Linked DNA regions of Pan troglodytes: region 1 is linked to region 2. A link is a contact called in public HiChIP or PLAC-seq data. All regions are on one chromosome and are shown on one strand. The core of a region is the stretch at or near the end of the contact, and the rest is flanking DNA. Distances in the headings are between cores, read along the strand shown.

Region 1 (4,104 bases), core at 744-3,243, 100 kb before region 2:
GTGGCAACCTCTGGCAGGCCCCCAGTCAGATCAAGGGAAGCCACAGACATCTCTTCTGGGAAGCCCAGGTCATCAGGGATCTTGCAGGCAGGTCGGTGAGCTGCCAGGATGAACTCTAGTTTTTCCTTCTCCTTCAGCAGGTTGGCAATCTCGGTCTGCAAAGCAGACTTCTCATCTTCTAGTTGGTCTGTCTCCTGTATACAGAGGGATAAAGGAAAGCATAAGACACAGTCTTACTCAAGGGCCCTTATGCTCAATCTTCAACTTTCCCCTTAAGTTTTAAAAAGGAGCAACCCACAGAGTACCTACCGCTTGGAGTGTATCAGTCAGCTCCCTCCTCCGGTTGCGGCATTTGGCTGCAGCCATCTTATTCCTTTCCCTTCGGATTCTCCTTTTCTCTTCTTCTTCTGGAGATAACTAGAATAATCACAAAAAAAGACCGACATTCAGTAAAAGTGTCTGCCATCACCTCCATTCACCCACCCCAGTAGAACTGGCTCCTGCAGCTTCCCTGCTTCCTGGCACCCCACTGTGAAACCATTTCTGACCTGCAGTTGCAGACTAGGTGTGACTTGCATTTAAAATAAGATCCTCAGCAAGAGAACAAAGAAGAGCCCAGTCTAAAAGCATGCGGTAAGAAACTTGGGGAAGAAACTATGAGAGTACTTCTTAGGGTGAGACTCAGAGTCTGAGTTGGGATGGAATGGGCTTGGAGCCAGGGCTCCCAGTTACGGATGTGCAGCCAGCCCCATCAGTGGCTTCATCCTCTGTACTGGGCTCCTGCATCTCCGGGGCTGCTTCCCACCCAGCCCCCACATTCCCAGGAAGAGTACGCTAGAGTTCCTCACCTGTTCCACCTTGCCCCTCCTGCCAATGCTCTGCGCTCGGCCTCCTGTCATGGTCTTCACAACGCCAGCCCTGGAGTAAGCCCCAGCGGAGGGGGTGGGGACTCCGAAAGGGTGAGGGGCTCTGGTCTGCGATGGGGCCACGGAGGAGACGAGGGCGGGCTGCACCAGCCACTGCAGGTCCGGACTGGTCGAGATGGCAGTGACCGTGGGAATGAAGTTGGCACTGGAGACGGCCAGGTCCGTGCAGAAGTCCTAGAACAAAACAGAAGGGGAAAGCCGACGTGAGCGAGCAGGTTCCGGACACAGGTGGGGCGAGTTCCCAGTGCCGCATGCAGCAGTGAAGAGAAACGATCCTGCCACGGACGTTTCATCTTAAATGTCCCTCATCCTGGATGAAAGGTCTCCCTCTTTTCCTCCCAGGCATTCCGCAGCGCAGTGCCTGTCTCTTCCATCCTGCCGCTGCGTTCCCGTTATCCCTTCAGCATCACTTGCTTGAAAGGGGGTTTGTTATAAATATCCCTGACGTCTGCGCTGACGCAGGCGCCGCTCCGGAGTCTCCAGAATGAACTCGCTTTTTATCAATGAAACTGCCTTACACACCCGCCCGCTGCACCCTCCTCCCTCATCCCTCCTCCGTGCTCCAGGCTGCCGGGGGAGGGGGGATTGCCGCTTTCTGCCACCTCCCCGGAGAAGCCAGGCTCTAGTTAGCGACTTTGTGCTTGGGACACGTCTGCTCCAGCTAATGTCAGAGATCCGTCCTGGAGTGCAGACCAGAGGTTGCTCAGAATGAACCTGCCTCCCGAAGGGGGAACCAATTCTTACTATGGCAAGCGTGCGTGCGCTCAGAGCAAGTCCCGAGCCCCCGAGCCGGCACCCTCCGGCCACGGCAGCCTCCCTCCAGGCACAAGGGAGCCCCCTACTCATCTACTGGAGCGTCCCGCCCGGTGTCTCCTCCTCCGCGACCCCAAGCCCCCGGCCCCGCGGCGGCGGGAAGCCAGCCTTACCTGCGCGTTGACAGGCGAACCCATGCTGGAGAAGGAGTCTGCGGGTGAGTGGTAGTAAGAGAGGCTATCCCCGGCCGGGGACGCGCTGCTGCAGCGGGAGGATGACGCCTCGTAGTCTGCGTTGAAGCCCGAGAACATCATCGTGGAGGTTAGGCAAAGCCGGGCGAGGGGCCGAGGGGCGGAGACAGGTGGGCGCTGTGGAGCAGAGCTGGGTAGGAGCGCGGTCACTGCTCGTTCGCTGCGCCGCGGCCGCCGGCTCAGTCTTGGCTTCTCAGATGCTCGCTGCAGATGCGGTTGGAGTACGAGGCGCCGCAGCCACTGCTTTTATAACAAGCGTTTTATGAATGAGTGTAAACGTCACGGGCTCAACCACGGTGGCGCCAGAGGGGTGACGCGCGGGCCTGGGCGCTTCTGCGGCCGCCTGGCTGCGTCCCCAGCGCTCGCAGCTCCCTGCTCCCGCCTTGGCGCGTGTCCTAATCTCGTGAGCATTTCGCAGTTCCTGTCTCAGAGGTCTCGTGGGCCCCCCAAGATGAGGGGTTTCGGGGATGGCTCCCCCCAGGGCTACAGGGAAAGGCCGTGGAAACCTGCTGACGCAGATGTCCTAATATGGACATCCTGTGTAAGGGGGGAGGGATTGACGGGAACTGCTCGCGGGCTGCAGCCAACACCGAGGGTGCAGTGCGGGGGGAGGCGGGGGCCGCGGCCGGGGGAGGGGAGGCGGGAACGGCGCAGAATGAGAGAGAACATTCGCACCTGGTTCAATGCGGACCCTTGTTCCCGAGGTCGGGGGGGATGGGGCAGAGAGCGCCTTTTTACCCTTGTACAGAAACTGAAGACAGTTCTGAGGCTCAGAGATAGGAGAAACGGCCTCGAGTACAGGACCCCGAGGACTTAAGCCTCGGCTCCCGAAGGAATGCGCCCCTACCCCCATCCCCAATTCTAGCCCTAATTCAGTGCAAAGCGTGGAAGCAGACCTTCATCCCCTAGCCTCCAGCCCTCGGGCTCGAGCAATACTAGCACTGTTCCTGCGTTTGGAAGCAGAAAGTGGAGGATCCAAAATAAGAGAATACGATAACCTACTTTACGATACTGGGTACTTTATTTATTTATTTATTTATTTAAAGAAGACAGCGCGTTTATTTATTTATTTTTCTCGGCCATGTGTGGGAATATTAAGGAAACTGTCAAATCCCTGAGACACCAGCAGATAAACACTGTGCAAAACCTACGTGCGAAGACATTTGAAGGGGGTGTCTGCCCGGTTCTGAGCTGGGCCCCAGGGGTAGGGAGTGCGAGGTGTGGTTATGTGGGCAGGGTGGTCAGTTCGGGATGACAAGGCGGGGTGTGCTTCCTGCGGGGAACTCAAATCTGCGCTGGGGGCTGGTTCGGTCCCGCCAGGAAGCTGTGCTTACGGGAGCCCGCAGCGGGTGATTTTCCAGCGCGGACTTGGAGGGGGGAGGACGGGGGCTGGAAGGACAGTGTCCAGCTGCGCCTAGGCGGAATACCTCGACTGCTGGGACCCCAGGCGCGGCTCCACGTCCTGGAACACGGGGCTTTGGGGAGGCAAGGTGCTCCAGAGTGTGCCACGCCTCCCAATCTCCTGCCCTGCTGCGTAGGACAGCCGGGGTCACGCTGCCGGGGCTCAGCCCCAGCGCGCTGGCCACCTCCAGGGCGCGAAGACGCATGTCCCCGCACAGCCCCGGTCTTCCCTTCTCCACTCTTCGGGCCCGGGGGTCGGGGCCCGCGGTGGGCACCTGGAGAGGGGCGAGGCAGGATGAGGCCGGCGGGCGGATAGTTCGGGGCGCGCGGGGAGCCGGACCGCAGACCTGCCTCCAGCCGCCGCGCCCGGGAGCCAGGAGATCCTGCTATAGATAGTAACAGGGAAGCGGCTGTTTACAGCAACACAGCGCCGCCAGGGCCGTCTCCAGGCAACGCCGCGCGGCCGGGCGCGCCGTCGGCCTGGCGAGGCCACCCTCCCTCCCAGCTCCCCTGGGCCGCGGCCTCCCCGGCCCGGCCGCGGCCGCTCCTGTCGCCTGACATCATCCGCCGGGTCCGGGGGCTGAGCGGCCCGCGCGAGGCTGTGCGCTAACCTCCATTCTTAGAGATCCAACCCGGCAGGAGCGGGGAGGGCAGGAGGCGGGGATTCGTGGAACTGGGCCACTTGCTATTTTTGCATTCCCTGTCACAGGCAGAGGTGAAAACAGAATTTCATCATTGTATGTCATTGGTTTATGTTGGTGGGAATTTAGGCG
Region 2 (3,908 bases), core at 458-2,957:
AATGCAAATTATCAGGATGTACTGTGTGGACTAGCAATCTTATGTTAGATCAGTGATACAACAATCAAACTAAATGTTCCTAAGTGGACACCTCATAAAATAATTATTGTATGGCATTTGTCAAAATTTTAAATGCTTTACAGCTCCTTTGTTTGTTCTTGTTTTGTTTGTGGGATTTCGTTTCTAGGAAAATAACTAAATGGACTAAGTTTAAAAAAAAAAAACACCAATCATGTACATTACTAAGGGCAGACAGTCCATCTTCTGGATATTTCTGAAGATGCTCAATAAACGTTAATCAAAGTAGGTAATGATTCCCAACATGGGCTATTGTGTCTTCCACGTTTATTTTCTACACTTGATGTTAGCCAAAAGGCCAAGGAGCAAATCCATTTTCTTTCTTTCCTTCTTTCTTTTCTGAGACAAGTCTCACTTCGTCGCCCAGGCTGGAGTGCAGTGGCGCCATCTCAGCTCACTGCAACCTCCATCTCCCGGGTTCAAGCAATTCTCTGCCTCAGCCTCCTGAGTGGCTGGGATTACAGGCGCCTGCCACCAAGCCCAGCTAATTTTTTTGTATTTTTAGTAGAGACGGGGTTTCACCATCTTGGCCAGGCTGGTCTTGAACTCCTGACCTCGTGATCCACCCGCCTCAGCCTCCCAAAGTGCTGGGATTACAGGTGTGAGCCACCGCGCCTGGCCGTTTATTTTCATATATTCTTCAGCTCTGAATATTTGCTAGTATCCCAGTAATAGTCTGTTAAATCATTAAACGTGTTGACATACATGCATAGCATAATGTCTGGCACACAGTAGGTACTCCATTGAATGAATGCATGAATTATTACCGTGTCAATTTGCTTGTCTATTTGCAAATGTTAATAGTTAATTTGATCCCTAAAGTGTTTGTGAACTTAAAACACACACATACGCACTTTCCCTGACAACGCTTATCTGCTAACCCCTTAATTATGTTCATCTGAGACTGGACCAAAACATGTTGTTTTATTCAATTTAAATACCAAATTCAAATTTATTTTGAATATAGCTTAGAACACATTCAATGTTTGCTAAAATAATAATAATAATAATAATACCATGTACATTCAGTTAGCCAGACAATTACTCCAGCCCAAATACCCTGCTACGGGACATGAACTGGATGTCTGCCCGGCACACGTTCATCAGGTGACCCCTAAAACTTCTTCTCTAAGGTCCACATTCTCTAATAGCCAAGTTGAAATCTTTCCTCGAAATTTTCCTCTCTAGTGTCTCAGTGCCCCCAGGTATCATCAAGGTGTCAAAGGCGCTTGGGAGTGCCTGCAAACCGCCCCACCCCCGGAGACACAGCCTCATTCCCCGCCTGCGCGCCTAGGCGGCCGGTGGGCGGGCCCAGCGAAGGGCCTTGTGGCTGTTTCCTATTGGGGCTTGGTTGCTATGGTGTCACTCGCCTTTAAACTCGTGGGTACCTCTTTCGGAAATTAAAGGAGAATTACTTCCGGGGCTGCCCATACTTGCCATGGCCGACTCAGTAGTCACTAACTTCAACAAAAATAAAACTGTTGCAATAGTATTCTATTAAAGCTTCTTTAACTGCTTAAACTTGCGGTTTTGACATGGCACCTATCCTTTCCTCCCTTTTCAAAAGATTCGCTATAGATTCTTTCTCTACATGCCAGTCTCCAAAATGGCGCGGGCGGCATCAGTAGGTCAGAGGTGAGTCACGTGGGTCCCCCCGGTTCCGGCGCGGTTGAGGCCTTGGGTGGTGAACGAGTCTCCAGCACCATGTCTGGTTTGTCTGGCCCACCAGCCCGGCGCGGCCCTTTTCCGTTAGCGTTGCTGCTTTTGTTCCTGCTCGGCCCCAGCTTGGTCCTCGCCATCTCCTTCCATCTGCCCATTAACTCTCGCAAGTGCCTCCGTGAGGAGATCCACAAGGACCTGCTAGTGACTGGCGCGTACGAGATCTCCGACCAGTCTGGGGGCGCTGGCGGCCTGCGCAGCCACCTCAAGGTGCGGCATTGGGCGACGTGGGGCCGGGAGGGAAGACGGCAGGCTTAGGCGAGGGGAGGCTCGGGTTCGGGGGAGTCGGGCCGGCGGAGGCCTGGGAGTTGTTCTGGCCTCTCGGGAGCGCAAAGGACGTGCGGTGGAGCCCGCCCCCTCACCCCGCTGGTTGCCTGTCGCGGGGCGGGGCGGGTCACCAACGCCTGGGAACCCCAAGAAGGGCTGCGAGGCTTTGGCGGATGTGGTGACACCTGAGCTGGGGCGGTTGTCAACGTCCTATACCAGTTTTGGTCTCAGATACATTGAACCGTAATTTGGTTCTCCAAATAAGTGTTGGGGTGTTGAATATTTATACGGATTGGCATCATAAGATACCGCGATACCTGCAGGAAAGTAAAGGAGACAAAGCTAACCGCGATTAATAAAATGTTATTTATTGAGCATCTGGTATGTCAGTTACTGTGCTACTTTGCATATATTACCATTTGGTTCATGCACTACCCTATGAAGTAGGTAGCTACTGTTAGCCCCATTTTACAAATGAGGAAACTGAGACTCAGAGGTAGGATAAACTAGTAAGTGTCACAGATGGAATAGATTCTTTTTTTTTTCATAATTATTATTATACTTTAAGTTCTAGGGTACATGCGCACAACTTTCAGGTTTGTTACATATGTATACATGTGCCGTGTTGGTGTGCTGCACCCATTAACTCGTCATTTACATTAGGTATGTCTCCTAATGCTATCCCTCCCACCTCCCCCCACCCCACGACAGGCCCCGGTGTGTGATGTTCCCCACCCTGTGTCCAAGTGTTCTCATTGTTCAATTCCCACCTATGAGTGAGAACAAGCGGTGTTTGGTTTTCTGTCCTTGCGATGGAATAGATTCTTACTTAGTTTGGTAGTTAAGTATGTTGAGGGAAAAGCGCTGCAACCTTATTCCTTCCTTGTTTTAAATTTGTAATTTCTGTAATTGATTAAAGTCGATTATTGGTTACAAAATGGTCTCAGTCTCTAGTCCTTTTTCTTTGGTATGCCAGAATCTGGACTTGGCTCTTTTATGTAAATACCAACTATGCTCTTGGATGGTGACAACTACTGCCATAATACCAGTTTGGTCCTGTTTTGTAGCTAAGAGTAGCCTGGCCTGGTCTTTGAGACATTAATATAGTTTGATATCTGTCAGTATTTGGTTGCATTTTAGGTAATTTTATTCATTCACAATAAGCAAAGTGTCTTTTTTTTTCTTTGTAACACAATGGGGCTTTTGTTATACTAAATAGAAACATTTTTACTTTTTTTTTTTTTTTTTTTTTTTGAGACGGAGTCTCGCTCTGTCGTCCAGGCTGGAGTGCTGTGGCGCGATCTCGGCTCACTGCAGCCTTTGCCTCCCGGTTTCAAGCAATTCTCCTGCCTCAGCCTTCCGAGTAGCTAGGACTACAGGCGCCAGCCACCACACCCAGCTAATTTTTGTATTTTAGTAGAGATGAGGGTTCACCATGTTGGCCAGGATGGTCTTGATCTCTTGACCTCGTGATCTGCCTGCCTCGGCCTCCCAAAGTGCTGGGATTACAGCCGTAAGCCGCCGCGCCTGGCCTCGTTTTTACTTTTTAAAAGGGTTTCAGATATAATAAGACCATAACTTATGTTAAAGTAGTGGAACCCAGTAGTGTGGTAATACATGTAATTTATTTCTACTTTATTTGGGAGAGACAAACTATTTTCAGGGCAATTAATCTGTGACCCATCATTTTATTATTCTCTTTGGGTATCAAACTCTCTACCCAGGAAAATAGTGATGGCATGATTTTAGAAGCTTAGATATAGTGTTTCCGGGGTGGGAGATCATGCTTCCAACTCTTCAGAGGATGTTCATGGACTCAGGGAATTTCAGCAATGAAAGAGACC

The links. HiChIP or PLAC-seq counts read pairs in DNA pulled down with a chosen protein or histone mark.
Region 1: an H3K4me3 HiChIP or PLAC-seq map of stem cell-derived excitatory neurons shows a contact between it and region 2, with 4 times the contacts expected there. The contact joins the promoter of FOS here to the promoter of TMED10 in region 2. A contact is called at or near these places in 1 of 7 Hi-C or Micro-C datasets (stem cell-derived neural progenitor cells) and 1 of 1 datasets of contacts at active chromatin or transcription factors (stem cell-derived excitatory neurons).

Annotation. Positions count from the first base shown.
Region 1 is chr15:73,229,515-73,233,618 of NHGRI_mPanTro3-v2.0_pri, reverse strand. FOS (Fos proto-oncogene, AP-1 transcription factor subunit) reads right to left here and starts at 1,993. Exons shown (of 4, transcript NM_001098421.1): 1 at 1,853-1,993; 2 at 849-1,100; 3 at 310-417; 4 at 1-194. The coding sequence starts at 1,993.
Region 2 is chr15:73,124,919-73,128,826 of NHGRI_mPanTro3-v2.0_pri, reverse strand. TMED10 (transmembrane p24 trafficking protein 10) reads left to right here and starts at 1,707. Exons shown (of 5, transcript XM_510074.9): 1 at 1,707-2,007. The coding sequence starts at 1,783.